Regions from separate parts of the Mus musculus genome. Here region 2 is linked to region 1. Evidence: chromatin contacts called from public promoter capture Hi-C data. All regions are on one chromosome and are shown on one strand. The core of a region is the stretch at or near the end of the contact, and the rest is flanking DNA. Distances in the headings are between cores, read along the strand shown. Region 1 overlaps Slc16a10 (solute carrier family 16 (monocarboxylic acid transporters), member 10). Region 2 has its middle 25 kb from the start of Gm31992.

Region 1 (7,533 bases), core at 1,319-3,818:
CCTCAGTTCTCTTTGTGGCTCTGAGAATTTCAGTTAGAGGAACACTGGTGTACTCTGCCACACTGGTTGGTAGCAGGGGCCATTAGCAAGGAGAAGCCCAAAGACCATTCTCCAGCTGGGGCTTATCTTGCCTCTCCCCCATGCCTACCCTCGTGTTCCTTAGTTGAAAACCATGATGTAGTCCTTGGTGGCAGTCAGAAGGAATCCAGCTTGTAGAGTTGCCCTGCTTTCTAAGTTTCTTCTTATTTATTCAGAGGCATGCTTAGCTTCTCATGTCACTCCGTACACACACAGCTCTTCCTCAGTCTAAGCAAGCAGCTAGCATTTGTACTTTTCCCTTCAAATTCTACTCAGGTTCCTTCAAATTATACTTATTAGCAGCATAAGAAGGTTTTCATCTTTAAAGAGCCTTTCTGAGGGCTTCTAAACCTCCTGTATAAAAAGGAAAGTTTGTTTGAGATTCTGTAGGTACTCATGTACTGGACCTATAGCTTTGCCTCTCCTGAGGGCTTGGAGAGACTGCTAGGAGGAAAGGCTCAGAGCCTGCTCTCCAGCTGGATATTGTAACCAGTGTGTGCCTCTCCTTCTTCTGTCTCCATATCTCAAAGCCCAGGAGAAGCATTTCCAGAGACCACATTGACCTTGATATATGTAATATCCTCGCATGACTCAGTTTCGTTGTTTAACCTGATAGTGAAAGGCTGTCAGACCATCACAGAGTGTCACAGAGAGAGTGTAAGCTACCAGTGTCAGGTGGCAGGTCCACTTTTCCTGTGACTCTTCTTCTGCCTTCTAGGGAGCCTTCTCTAGCACACTGGTCACAGCAGTGTCCTGGCTCTGAGTCCTTGTAATCGTACTGACTTACACTACAGTTAGATGTCCAATCTCAACCACTGAAAGCAGCTGTTTGTCCTGAGGACAGACATGAGTGACAGAGGTTCTAGGAGAACAGTGACACAAAGGTTCACAAGAAGATGCGAGGCCAATCTCAGTAAGTGCATGAGATTTCAACTCATTCTCCAAAGACTGCTTCTGCTATATGCACATGCCCATCTGGCTTCATCATCTCCGTATTGTGAAGTTCCTCTAGCACTTGATATTTGTGATAATAATGCTATCAATACTGCTTCTAATATATGTTTTGAGGGAGGCAGAGAAATGCACAATAGATTTTACCTTTTCTTTAAAATTGTTTTGATTTTTGAGAATTCAAGAACTTGCAATTATTTTGGAAAACTGCTTATGTGGAAAATTTCATACAGAATGAAGCATTGGGAACTCGAGGCTAATCTCTGCCATACGGTGAGAGACTTTGTCTAAAAACAAAACAGGCAACTTCCCCCTCCAACCAAAAAGAATGAAGCAGGGGCTGGAGAGATACCTCAGTGATTGAGGACATTGGCTGTTCTTGCAGAGGACCTGGGTTTGACGTCCAACAGCCGCATAGTAGCTCATAACTGTCTATAACTCCAGTCCCAGGGGATTCAGTCACTCTTCTGGCCTCATAAGTACCAGGCACACATGGAGGACGATGTGCACGCAGGCGAAGCATCCATACACACAAATGCAGTAGTAGTAATTAAGATATACTTTTAAAGTGAACCGTTACTTGTTCTGTACGATTCTTACTGGGATAGAGATAAAAGTATTTCTTTAAGCAGGCCGTGACTAACTTGAAGCCACAAACACTTTTCAACCAAGTTTCTGTTTATTGTGTCTTTTGAGTCAAGAGTAGAGATTTGGTTAGTAGTCATCAGAGTGAGGTGAGATTAATCTGGAAAGGTCCAGAAGTGACTCTTAACGGTGGCAGAGCTGGGTGTGAACGAATGGGGCGGGGGAAGGGCTTCTCAGGATTGCCAGCGTGCCTTCATTTGATCAGATCCGAGTCCATGTGATACCTCAGTATGCTGGTAAGTGAGCATTATTGTTCAAAATTTAATTATTAACCAGCTTTATCTTTCTTAGTTGGTTTTACTACTGATAAGTCGCCTTTTGAATTGACTTTGCAAAAAGAAAGAAAAGATGGCAACTTTTCACTTGATTTCCTTTAGTCCTTACCTAAATTATTTCAAAGCACATATCCCTTCACTGTCCTAAGAAATGTAGTTATTTGATTAAATTAAACATTCTTATATCCTTTACTATTCTTTTGAGACATAAGAGCTTACTATAAAAGTCTGCAGACTGAAATCACTGCTGGGCACACTTAGTTAAGTCTTAGTGCAATCGGGATGTCACTTCTTCTTATCTTGCACAATGCAATACAGGAACAGCGCAATACAGGGCAAAGGTTGGTTGGCAGCCCTGGGCCAGTGCGGGTGGGAGGAGTCCAGCTGCTCTTCAATGCAAATGTTCTTGACAAAACACTGGAAGACAGTACCAAACATAGTCTTTTCTTGGTGTATATTGCTTAGTAAGCACCTGGGATGTGCCATAAAAATAATGAGTGTACACAGTTGAAATGTAATTTAAAAGTATTATTGAGGAAGATTTTATTGTCCGTTCCTGGCAGCTCTTTTCTGAGCTGTGCAGAGCACAGTTCTTACTCAATGCTGTATATGGTTCAGTAGAAGTCCTTGGCAGGGAACAGGGGACAAGGCACTGATGACCTTAATGGTCAGTTTTCAGACATTCAGATTAAGTGAAATATTTTACTGCTGTATTCTTGATTTATTAGGCTTTTCTCCATTTTTGATTTTTATTTTCAGAGAACATTGACAAGATCTGTTTTTGCTAAGGGAATTCCTTTAAAGATTTGCTCCATATTCCATGTGTATGAGTGTTTAGCTGCAGATATGTATATTCACCCTGTGCATGGCTAGTGTCCACAGAGGCCAGAAGAGGCTATCTTTGATGCCTCTGAGGTGGAGTTATGGGATCATGAGCTGCCATGTGGGGTCTGGGAACTGAGTCCAAGTCCTCTGCTAGAGCAGCAGATGCTCCTAACAGCTGAGGCCTCTCTCCAGCCTCTCTCTGAGACTTTCTTTTACCAAGCACCATTAAGAAAAGATTAAAGCTCTGTTCTGTCTTTTTCATCTTTACACAGCTCCATCGAGCCTCTGTACCTCACCTATGGAATCATATTTGCCTGCGGCTGCTCCTTTGCCTACCAGCCGTCACTGGTCATTTTGGGACACTACTTCAAGAAGCGCCTTGGACTAGTCAACGGCATCGTCACGGCCGGCAGCAGCGTCTTCACAATCCTGCTCCCTTTGCTGTTAGGAAATCTAATCAGCAGTGTGAAGCTCTTTAACACGCTGCGGATCCTCTGCATCTTCATGTTTGTTCTCTTTCTGGCTGGCTTTACCTACCGACCTCTTGTTCCCAGCACCAAAGAGAAAGAGAGTGGGGGCAGCAGAAGCTCATTCTTCTCCAGGAGAAAGCTTAGTCCTCCAAAAAAAGTCTTTAACTTTGCCCTCTTCAAGGAGACAACCTATGCAGTGTGGGCTGCTGGGATACCACTTGCACTTTTTGGCTACTTTGTGCCTTACGTTCACTTGGTAAGTATGCATCTTTGGCTCTGTTTGTAATAAATATCATCGGGTCACAAGGGAGATCTATCCAGATGAGCAAGACATGTCAGGAAGCCTGCCCCCAGACTCTGAGAATGAAAGGTTTTTCAAACAAGAGCAGTTCCCCCATCAGACAATCAAACAAAGGGTCTAATGGTGTGCTTCAGCATTTTAAAAATCCCAAGCAAACGCAGTTTTTTAAAAGGGGAACTAAAATCTTGGAATGAATTATATCAAGGTAAGATATGTGAAATGGGTAAGATGCTGCCAAGCCTGACAGCCTGAGTTTGATGTCTGGCAGCTCCCACAGTGGGAGGCGAGAGCCAGCTCCTGAGGGCCATCCTCCAGCCTTCACTGCTGCAGCTAGGAGCCCCTCCACCACCCATTCCCCCAGGAAAGAAATGTAGCAAAAAGGTCTGATCGATCACTTCCAGAAGGAGCTTGCTGATCTCATTCAGGGATCAATTGAGTGTAATGACCTTGTTAATATTAATAATTTTGAACAGATGGATGCAGAAATTACGTAGTTAACAAAATGACAGTGACTAATACAAAGAAACATTGTATCTATTTGTGAGATATTTCTGGAAAACACGAGAATTCTCATCAGAGAAGTATTTGAGAAATGACAGGGAAAATTTCAATGAGAGAAAAGCCTTAAAATTTTATGGGAAATTAGGATTTCAAGTGCTCAAGCCTTTTCTGTCGTTTTCTTCAATGTCAACATTCATCCTGTTTATACTGAATCACCAATAAACAGCATCAAGGTATTTGCCTTAGGCAAAATGTACTCAAAGGTGTTCTCTCTCTCTCTCTCTCTCTGTGTGTATGTATGTGTGTGTGTGTATGTGTGTGTATGTGTGTGTGTGTGTGTGTGTATGTATGTGTATGTGTGTGTATGTGTGTGTATGTGTGTGTGTGTATGTGTGTGTATGTGTGTGTATGTATGTGTGTGTGTGTATGTATGTGTGTGTATGTATGTATGTGTGTGTGTGTATGTATGTGTATGTGTGTGTGTGTATGTGTGTGTATGTGTGTGTGTGTGTGTGTGTGTGTGTGTTGTCTTCTTTCTCTTCCCTTCTCCTTGTGGTCCTCCTCTTCCTTTTTTTCTTTACTCTTTGTGGTGGAAAATAAATACAGTTCAATAATGAACAAAAACAGCGTTTGCTTCAGTTTTTCTTTGGTGTATGTTCTAACTGTGTGGGTGGGTCGGTTGGTTGTTTCTGTTTAAACCTTATAGTCTACTTTGGGATAGCTGTAATTTATCTTCAGTTAAAATTTTTGTTGAAAGTAACAGTGGCTCACAAAGTTCCTAGGCCTAGAACATCAGCTGATAACCACACCATGATTCCTTAGTGGGCTCCTGTGCACAGTTCAGGCCTAGAACATCAGCTAATGACTACACCATGATTCCTTAGTGGGCTCCTGTGCATAGTTCAGAAAGATATTGAGCCAAGGTGTTGTGATGAGAGGTGGGGAACATGTCTGGGTTTGAGAATAGTTTTGCTCTGTGAATTCTCTGTTGAGGACAAGCTGGGATGGTACGAAGCAGCTAGCCTGGCAATGGAAAAGCATGAGCGAGAACTAGGGGCAGGCATGGGAGTCACGTGGCATTCATAGTAAGTAAATCTGGTCTGTTAGTCCTTCTTTATTCTTTCAGGTATCTCTGCAACCATTGAATTAGGTTTTGTTGGAATATGGGTCTGTTGAGAAAGACTCAGCTTTACCAACCTACCTCTGTGACAGTTTCTTAGTTGAAGAAACACTTATTGTGTATCTCCACCCCTAGCCCCCTGTTTTGAGACTGGCTATGTAGCTCAGGCTTTCCTCTATGAATTTCCTTCCTCTGCTTCTGTAGTTACAGCATGTGTCACTGAGCCCAACTTTTTTTCTTTTCTAATTCTCATTGGTGCTAAAAGTTGAAAACACTCAGAGAAATGGCCATATCTGGTTATAAGGTTTACAATTAGTTAATTTCACATATTACTTAATCTGTCCCTTATAATAAATCTGTAAAGTAGGCAAGTACATCATTTTAACTCCTGGTTTATAGCTTCACAGGAGAAAGATAGTTTTTGCTTAGAGAATTAGAAAAAGTTTATGGCATTGGGTCTTCGGCATGAGGTGTTATGTAAACACTGGAGCTTTGATTAACTAGGGGATGAATTTTTCAGTTTGCTTTTCTTTGAACTTAAGCATCATGAAGTGCTCTCGGCTCTATCCATAATTTGAAAGTCAATGTGTATGCTTATTCTCAAAGCAAGTTTGGAAATTTTATTTTTTTGCATTTGATGTGGTGTGTGTGTGTGTGAGTGTGAGTGAGATCTTATGTAGCTTAGACTGTCTTTGAACTTCTGGTCCTAATGCCTCCATGTCTCAGGTATGGGTATGCACCACCATGACTAGTTGCAGTTGACTTTTTAAAAAGGAAGAACCAGATAACTCGCTGTCAAGCCTGTTTGCTTACAATCTTAATGTGCGGCTGCAAGTCTCATGGATCAGAGTAAGCAAATTGTGAACTTTAAGCAATTCTACCCTTCCAGAGAGTCAGGCCTCAAACCTTGAGTTTTCCTTAGCTCCTCCCTCCTGGACATTACACCCCTGATAGAATCAGGAAATTCTGGTGGCTTGCCACTCAAAGTCTATCCAGTATCTGACCACTCTTCACTATCATTAGCACCAATACTCTAGCCCAGGCCACCCCTGTGAGGAGGTCAAGGGACAACTCGGAGGACTTAGTTCCTCTATCATGTGGGTTCTCACACTGATCTTGGCTGTCATCCTTGGCTGCAAGCGCCTTCGCTCCTGAGCCGTCTCGATGACTCATCACTGTTCTCACTGATAGATAAGTTGATATATGACATATAAATTATTCTTACACTTTCGTTGTTTTAAAACTGTATGGTCTGTTACATAGGTCCTAAAATGTCTTAATTCCTCTGTCATGGTTGCCAAGGTAATTAAGTTTGTATAAGGCAATAAGCAGCCACCAGTTCTATTCTTGTCTTATAGGTCCTGGATTATATTTGTTTGCTGACATTAGCAAGGCTGTGCTTTTCATAAGAGAATGCTAACAGAAGCTTTGTGGATGGATCTTAGATGTTTATTACAGGAGAATTAAGTGCTTTCAATGTCCACAGGGCAGCAGTTGCAGGATTAACATTCTTGTCCCTTGTATACTATACTCAGGGGCTCCTGTTAATATGTTATACTTCCTGCTTCCCACAGTTAACCTTAGAGAGCTTTTGTAAGAACTTAATTCTGATGCAGTAAAGTGGGGGATTTTTGATCAAAATTCCTTTCAGCATTTTACCCCCAAGGGATAGTTTTAGTATGCCTACAATTTATTCAGTTAGTTTTCCTTTTTTTTTTTTTTTTTTTTTTTGGTTTTTCGAGACAGTGTTTCTCTGTGTAGCCCTGGCTGTCCTGGAACTCACTCTGTAGACCAGGCTGGCCTCGAACTCAGAAATCCGCCTGCCTCTGCCTCCCCAGTGCTGGGATTAAAGGCGTGCGCCACCACACCTGGCTTTTGTTTTCCTTTTTTTTTTTTTTTTTCTCCCATTAAAAATATACATCATATGTAATCTTAAAAGGAAAAAAATATCTAATGACCTTAAAGTGGCTAACAAGATTCTCCATGGTCTGGCTTCTGTTGCCTCAAGGGTCTCTCCTGGCATAATGGCCTTAAAGTGGCTTACAGGAGTCTCCATGATCTGGCTTGTGCTGCCTCGAGGGTCTCTCTGACATGCTGCTTTGCTCACTAAGCTCCTGTGTCCACCTTCTCTCTACTTAGATGTGCAGAAGGCACTAAACTGCCCTGAGTTCTATGGTAATCTGGCCATAAGTGAAGATTTCTTTCCCACCCAGCATTCCCAAACTCCTCACATCTGTCCTTCTTCTTTTTCCTTTTTTTTAAAAACAGCACTTAATAGTTTCTAATCTGTTTGAATAATTACACATCTACATGTTTTGCTAGGATATAAATCCCATGGAATTGGGATCTTTTTCTGTTTGGTTTGAT
Region 2 (7,533 bases), core at 2,429-4,928, 110 kb before region 1:
ACTGATATATGGCTAAGGAAGGAAATCCAGCATCCACAGACAGCTGTGGTTAGTTGTGAAAGCACACTAGTTCCTGATAGCACCATAAAGTTACTTCCCAGGTTAGAAGAGCTCCTCTTCCCAGTTGCAGGTGCCCTGTGGGGGCCGTGATAGGCAGCCTATTTTGGTTGAGTGGGGCTTGCTCCAGTGACCCAGTAGAGAACTCTACAAGGGACAGAAAAGCGAGCCACGTTCCCTGAAACCACAGAGCCTCCAATTCCATAATTCTGTGACTATCAATCACTAAGACAATGTCCCAAGCTTCTATCATTCTGGCTAGACCCCACGCCCACAGTTACCTGACTATAGCCAGGTATGCTCCTCCCCAGGCCTGCCTACCATGCTTGAACGATGGGTTAGGCTTCTCCTAATGAGCTGCCCTCTCTCCTTGCCCACTGCATCGCCCGGGGCGGCGGGGGATGGGGTTGGGGGTGGGGTTGGGGGTTGGGGGCGGCCGCGGCATTCTGTTCTCAACTCCTTCTCAGTATCTAGTATCTAGTGTGAGATGCCTGAAGCTGGGAACCTGGTGCCTAAGACTGCCCCTTGTCCACCACCCACAGAGCTGGGGTCAGTGGCTTCACACAGCCAGACACCCACCCTGGGCTGCATGGAAAGTGTGTGGCAGTCTTTCGCGTCCACTTGCCCAGAGCACCAGAACTCTGGCAGGATGCAGGTTTTCCCCCTTTCCCTCTTTTCCCCACACCCATGGCCCCGCAGTGCCCCACTGCCTGAACAAACGTTATCGTGTTTGAAAGATGACTTCCCTTATTACCTCCCCCGTCACCCTAAAACCCAGAGAATCCCTGATTATGCTCGTATAAAAATGCCAAACCTCTAGGCTCGGGGTCGAATTCCTGTCCTGCGCAGTGGGAAGGTTTACGATCTGAGTCTGACTCAAATTAATAAAAGACTCTCTTGTTTCACTACATCTGGTCAGCGATTCTTAAGAGTTCCCCTTGGGATTCCGCTGTGACCTGGACACAACATTTTGGGAGCTCGTTCGACCAGGATTCCCCAGTGGATCTTTGGAGTCTGCAATCCGGAGAGTCCAAGGCTGGCAAGCGAGTATGGTGAGTGTCAGTGTTTCTGTATTGTTCCCGTCTGTTCTTTCTGGTCGTATTTTGGCATAGGGGGCGGGGGAAGCCTCGAGATAATGGTGTAAACTAAACCACAAGAACTGGCTAAAGCGGATACACTGGAGAGTCATGGCTGCAGGGAACAGGAAGTCGTTCCTGACCCCAGGTACAGGGTGGATGAGGTACCTGCCCATCGGCTGGAAGTGTTCAAGGAGAGACCATATCCACCTCATTTCCACTTTCTGAGGTGAGAGTCTGTGAGTCCTAGTGCTTGAGTTTACTTTTGTTTCCAGTTGCGACATGGCTATTTTGTTCGTGTGGTTTTGTCAGTGGTGTTTCTGGTAGTGTTTAGTCTCTTGTTATACTGAACGGTGATGGATGCAATGGGACAGGTTAACTCTCACTCTCTTCCCTCCTATCCTCTTAACACTGTTTTAGCTCACTTTAAGGACGTGAAAACCAGAGCTCACAATCTCTCGGTGAACGTGAATAAGAAGAAAATGCACAGGTATTGCAGCTCAGAGTCCTACCTTTGGCCACCAGAGGGGACCATCCATCTCCCCACGGTGCTAGCGGTGGAAGACAAAGTGTTTCAGAAGGCACAGGGGCATCCAGAACAAGTCCCCTACATTACAGTCTGGAAAGATTTGGTTGCCAAACCACCACTTTGGGTGAAATCTTTCCTATTGCTCCCAACTAACGCTTTTTTGCTTCCAGGAACCATGCCCGCCTTGATGACAAATGAACAAAAGCAGGAAGTCTCTAAGTCTTCAAAACTCCTCTATCCCATTTTACAGGACGGTACACCAAAAGAAGTCATTTTCCCACTACCTTACACTCAGACACCAGCTCTGGCCAAGGCAGCAGCCCCTGCCTCAGCTGGGACTCCACCTGTGCCTGTGACCTTGCCCAGGGGACCTGCACATGTGTTCCCATGCTGCCTTTGCTTGCAGGACCTGCACATGCATTTCCACCCTAGGGGATTCTCCCAGCAGAGCCAGTGGTTTCTGAACTGACTCTATTCCCGCCCATGTATCCCTCAGAGGGAGTGCCCCAGGTTTCAATAGTATCCACCTCGGGATGGAGGGAGGTCCAGCTCAAGGGAGCAGGCTTGTCATGGCACTGGCCAAGGCTGTAGAACCAGAGGCAGAATCCACTCTTACTCCCCCCCCCCCCCCCCCAGAGCAGGGCCAGTTGATGAACAGGGAAATGAGCCCCATTGGTATTGGCCTTTTGCTACTGCTGGTCTTTACAATTGGAGAATAGAGCATTCTAGGTTCTCTGACAACCCTAAAGAGCTCATTGGTCTCTTAGACACCTCAGCCCACCTGGGATGATTGCCAACAATTGTTGCAGATTCTCTTCAGAACAGAGGAAAAGGAACGAAATCGTTCTGGAGGCTTGGAAGAACATTCCAGGCGCCAATGGCACTCCAACTCAGAACCAAGCCAATATTGATGAGGGGTTTCCTCTCAGGAGACCAGCCTGGGATTACAATATGGGGACAGGTAAGGAACGTCTCCATGTTTATCACCAGTCTCTAACAGCAGGTCTCAGGGCAGCTGCCAAGTGGTCCACTAATTTGGCTAAGGTTTATGATGTCAGGCAGAAAGATAATGAAAGCCCTGCAGAGTTCCTTGAGCGGACTATGGACACTTTCTGCCATTATACACTCTTAGACCCTGAGGAAATGGAGAAGTCTAACACAGTGTTGCTGGTGTTGATAAATCAGTCAGCACCTGACATTAGAAGGAAGTTACAGAACTTAGAAAGACCAGGGGAGAAGTCATTGAGAGGTTTGGTGGAGGATGTGGAGAAAGTGTGCCATAACAGGGAAACGAAAGAGAAAAAGAAGATCCAGGCAGGGAAGATAGTAAACAGAGATCTAGCCAAAGTCCTGCTAGCCAATGGTAACCTGGACCAGAGAGAGAGAGAGAGGAGGCGCCAGCTCCAGAACATTGCAGAGGGGAGAGAACCTGGAGGAGGCCACTGGCCAGAGCCTGGAGAAGGCTGCCAATCAGCCTTAGGTAAGAACCAATGCGCTTATTGTTGGGAGCAAGGACACTGGGCTTGAGAATGCCCAAAGAAAAAGCCCCCAAACAAGACTACAGGCACCTCCTGAGCCCAGGCTAACCCTTAGAGAGAGAGAGAGAGAGAGAGAGTGTGTGTGTGTGTGTGTGTGTGTGTGTGTGTGTGTGTGTGTGTGAAGCCTTTAGATTTCCTAGTGGATTCTGGAGCCCAACACTTAAGGCTTAAGGTGCTCACGAAGGCTTAAGGGCCATTGTCTAATAAGAAATCCTGTGTCTCAGGAGCCACAGGCATCAAACAATATTCATGGGCTATCCAAAGAACAGTGGACTTGGGGATGGGTTAAGTGTCTCATTCCTTCACAGTTATTCCTGAGTGCCCACACCCTTTACTGGGGAGAGATCTACTAGCCAAAATGAGAGCCCAGATTCATTTTGACCCTGGGGAAATTCAGCTAGCAAACTGCAACAGAAATCCAATCCAGGTGCTGACACTTGACCTGACCTCTGAGGCTGAGTATAGACTAAATGAGTCACCAGCTGCCAGCGGAAAAAGTCCTGGAGGCCTGGCTGGCAGAGTTTCCCCAGGCGTGGACAGAAACTGGAGACATGGGGTTGGCAAAACACTGACCCCCTGTATTTGTGGAGCTCAAGCTGGGAGCAGACCCAGCATGGGTCCAACAATATCCTATGTCCCAAGAGGCATGAAAGGGGATCACTCCCCATCCGGAAACTGTTGGCCTTGGGAGTCCTTAGGCCATGCCATTCAGCCAGGAACACCCCATTATTGCCTGTGAAGAAGCCAAAGTCCAATGACTACCGCCATGTCCAAGATCTATGGTAAGTTATCTTCAGGGTGATGGACACACATTCTAACCCTTATACTCTGTTGAGCTCTCTACCTCCAGATAGGAAATGGTATTCTGTTCTGGACCTAAAGGATGCTTTCTTCAGCTTACCTTTGGCTCCCAAGAGCCAGAAATACTTTGCCTTTGAGTGGTACGATCCTGAAAAAGACATCAATGGACAACTCACCTGGACTCGCCTGCCTTAAGGCTACAAGAATTTACCCACTATTTTTGATGAAGCTCTGCATGAGGACCTGGGTGATTACAGAGTCAATAGAGCAGATATAACCCTTGTGCAGTATGTAGATGACCTTTTAATTTTAGCAGAAACCGAAGAGGGATGCAAGGAAGGGACCCAGAATCTTCTACAGGCTCTGGGGAACATGGGATATCGGGCGTCTGCCAAGAAGGCACAGCTCTGTAAGACTGAGGTCACCTCTCTTGGCTATATTCTAAAGGAGGGCCAGCGGTGGCTTTCTACAGCAAGAAAAGAGACCATTCTCAGCATACCCAACCCCTAGAGCCCAAGACAGAGAAGAGAGTTCTTGGGGTTCACAGGCTTTTGCAGACTATGGATTCCAGGTTTCGCAGAAATAGCCACCAGAGAAGTCAAAGACTTTGTTTGGACTCAAGATCATCAAAGGACTTTTGAGAGAATAAAGTAGGCCCTGCTGTCGCTCCTGCTTTGGGGCTACCAGACATCACTAAACCATTTCACTTATATGTTGATGAACAGAAAGGAATAGCTAAAGGGGTCCTGACTCAAACTTTTGGACCATTGAAATGGCCTGTGGCTTATTTGTCAAAAAAAATTAGAACCAGTGGCAGCAGGATGGCCACCTTGCCTGCATATCATTATGGTTATGGCATTACTGGTTAAAGATGCAGATAAATTGACTTTGGGACAAAATTTAGCCATGACTACCCCCCAAGCAATAGAAGGGGTACTCAAACAGCTACCTGACAGATTGCTCAGTAATGCCCGCATGACTCATTATCAGACCTTACTAATCAATCCTGGCTGAGTTACTTTCCAGCTGCCTGCTTCCTTAAATCCTGTGACCCTTCTCCCTGACCCTGACCCTGACCTGAACCACCTGCTCCACCAGTGCAGTGAAATCCTAGCACAAGTACACAGTACTTGACCTGACCTAAAGGACTCACCTCTCCCAGGAGCAGAGTGGACTTGGTTCACAGATGAAGCAGTTTCATTTGAGAGGGTTGCAGAAAAGCAGGATCAGCAGTGACCACAGAAACGGAGGCAATTTGGATCTAGTCTCTTTACCCAGGTCCCTCAACTCAAAGGGCTGAACTGATAGCGCTATCCCAGGCCCTTATCATGGGAAAAGGGCTAGCCGTCAACATCTTTACAGATAGCCGGTTGTCTTAGTCAGGGTTTCTATTCCTGCACAAACATCATGACCAAGAAGCAAGTTGGGGAGGAAAGAGTTTATTCAGCTTACACTTCCACATTGCTGTTCATCACCAAAGGAAGTCAGGACTGGAACTCAAGCAGGTCAGGAAGCAGGAGCTGATGCAGAGGCCATGGAGGGATGTTACTTACTGGCTTGCTTCCCCTGGCTTGCTCAGCCTGCTCTCTTATAGAACCCAAGACTACCAGCCCAGGCATGACACCGCACACAATGGGACCTCCCCACTTGATCACTAATTGAGAAAAAGTCTTACAGCTGGATCTCATGGAGGCATTTCCCCAACTGGAGCTCCTTTCTCTGTGATAACTCCAGCCTGTGTCAAGTTGACACAAAACCAGCCAGTACAATTGATTCCTTGTCAACTTGGACACACAAACACATCACTATTAAGCCTCAACTTTTACTTTCTTATTCATCCTCAAGACCTAAATAACTTTAAAAGTTCCAAGTCTTTGCAAATTCTTAAAATTTCAATCCCTTTAAAATATCCAATTTCTTTTAAAATTCAAAGTTATTTATTTATTTATTTATTTATTTTACAATGAAAAAATTAACTGTGGGCTCCACTAAAATACTTTCTTCCTTCAAGAGGGAAAAATATCAGGCTGGCGAGATGGCTCAGCAGGTAAGAGCACTGACAGCTTTTTTGAAGGTCCTGAGTTCAAATCCCAGCAACCACATGGTGGCTCACAACCACCCATAATGAGATCTGACACCCTCTTCTGATGCGTCTGAAGACAGCTACAGTGTACTTAATGAATAAATATTTAAAAAAAAAGAGGGAAAAATATCAGGGCACAGTCACAACCAAAAAGCAAAATCAGACTCCAACTGTCCAATGTCTAGGATCCACTCACGATCTTCTGGATTCCTCCAAGGGCTTGGGTCACTTCTCCAGCCATGCCCTTTGTAGCACACACCTTGTCTTCTAGGTTCTGGCTGCCTGTACTCCACTGCTGCTGCTGCTCTTGGTGGTCACCTCATGGCACTGGCATATCTAAAACACTGCTGTTTTCTGCTGTAACTTGGCTTTACCAATAGCCTCTCATAGGCTCTCTTCATGGTGCCAAGCCTCAACTCCTTTGCATGACCCCTTCAGTCCTGGGTCATCATTTGCAACTGAGGCCACACATTCACCAGTGACCTTCCTTGGCCTCTCACAGTGTCAAGTCTCAGCTGTTCTCCATGACCTCTTCATGCCTTCAAAATCAGTACCATCTGGGTGACTCTTACACATTACCAAGCCCAGCCACAGCACAAGGTACAATCTTGCCTATCTCTGTAACACAGCCTCTTTGTGCTTTCATAAAACACTTCCCAGAAGATTTCACCTCAATGATGCTGGTCTCTTCTTAATCACTGCTAATTTCTGAGCTCCAGCTAACCAGTATCAATAGTCCCTGTAACACAAAGGTTTGCTTTAGTAGTTCTGGTATCTTGTTAATCACAGCTGATTCTTCAGCCCCAGCTAACCAGAACCATAGAATCTTCACTATCAAAATAGCAACTGCCCTGATAAGAGTCTTTAAGCTTCCCTCTGAAATTTCACAAGCCAGGCCTCCATCTTCTGCACTGTTCTCAACATTATCTTCCAAGCTCCTACACAACATCCCATAGAGCTCTTAACACTGATTGGATCTTCTAACCTAAAGTTCCAAAGTCCTTCCATAGTCCTCCCTCCCCAAAACATGGTCAGGTTGTCACAGAAATACCCCACTATGCTGGTACCAGTTTGTCTTAGTCAGCATTTCTATTCCTGCACAAACATCATGACCAAGAAGCAAGTTGGGGAGGAAAGGGTTTATTCAGCTTTCACACTGCTGGTTCATCACCAAAGGAAGTCAGGACTGGAACTCAAGCAGGTCAGAAAGCAGGTCAGGAAGCAGGAGCTGATGCAGAGACCATGGAGGGATGTTCCTTACTGGCTTGCTTCCCCTGGCTTGCTCAGCCTGCTCTCTTATAGAACCAAGACTACCAGCCCAGGCATGGCACCACCCCTTGGGCCCTTCCCCGCTTGATCACTAATTGAGAAAAAGCCTTACAGCTGGATCTCATGGAGGCATTTCCTCAACTGAAGCTCCTTTCTCTGTGATAACTCCAGCCTGTGTCA

The links. Capture Hi-C pulls out chosen DNA fragments and counts their contacts.
Region 2: a promoter capture Hi-C map of liver shows a contact between it and region 1. The contact joins two enhancer-like sites. A contact is called at or near these places in 1 of 15 datasets of contacts at CTCF or cohesin (large pre-B cells), 14 of 484 Hi-C or Micro-C datasets (the G1E-ER4 cell line, bone marrow-derived macrophages, embryonic fibroblasts and 9 more), 7 of 115 datasets of contacts at active chromatin or transcription factors (VIP interneurons, embryonic stem cells, extraembryonic endoderm stem cells and 4 more) and 3 of 9 other capture datasets (adipose tissue, liver and pancreatic islet).

The regions. Positions count from the first base shown.
Region 1 is chr10:40,072,531-40,080,063 of GRCm38.p6, reverse strand. Slc16a10 (solute carrier family 16 (monocarboxylic acid transporters), member 10) reads left to right here. Exons shown (of 6, transcript NM_001114332.1): 3 at 3,047-3,500. Among named protein-coding and RNA genes, the nearest start is that of Gm25613, 33 kb to the left of the region's middle. Within about 2 kb of position 2,568, at least 49 of the 459 cell types and tissues checked have an H3K27ac peak or open chromatin away from gene starts, as enhancers often do. A contact at or near this core is called in liver, where this site is marked.
Region 2 is chr10:40,185,191-40,192,723 of GRCm38.p6, reverse strand. No RefSeq gene overlaps it. Among named protein-coding and RNA genes, the nearest start is that of Gm31992, 25 kb to the right of the region's middle. Within about 2 kb of position 3,678, at least 14 of the 459 cell types and tissues checked have an H3K27ac peak or open chromatin away from gene starts, as enhancers often do. A contact at or near this core is called in liver, where this site is marked.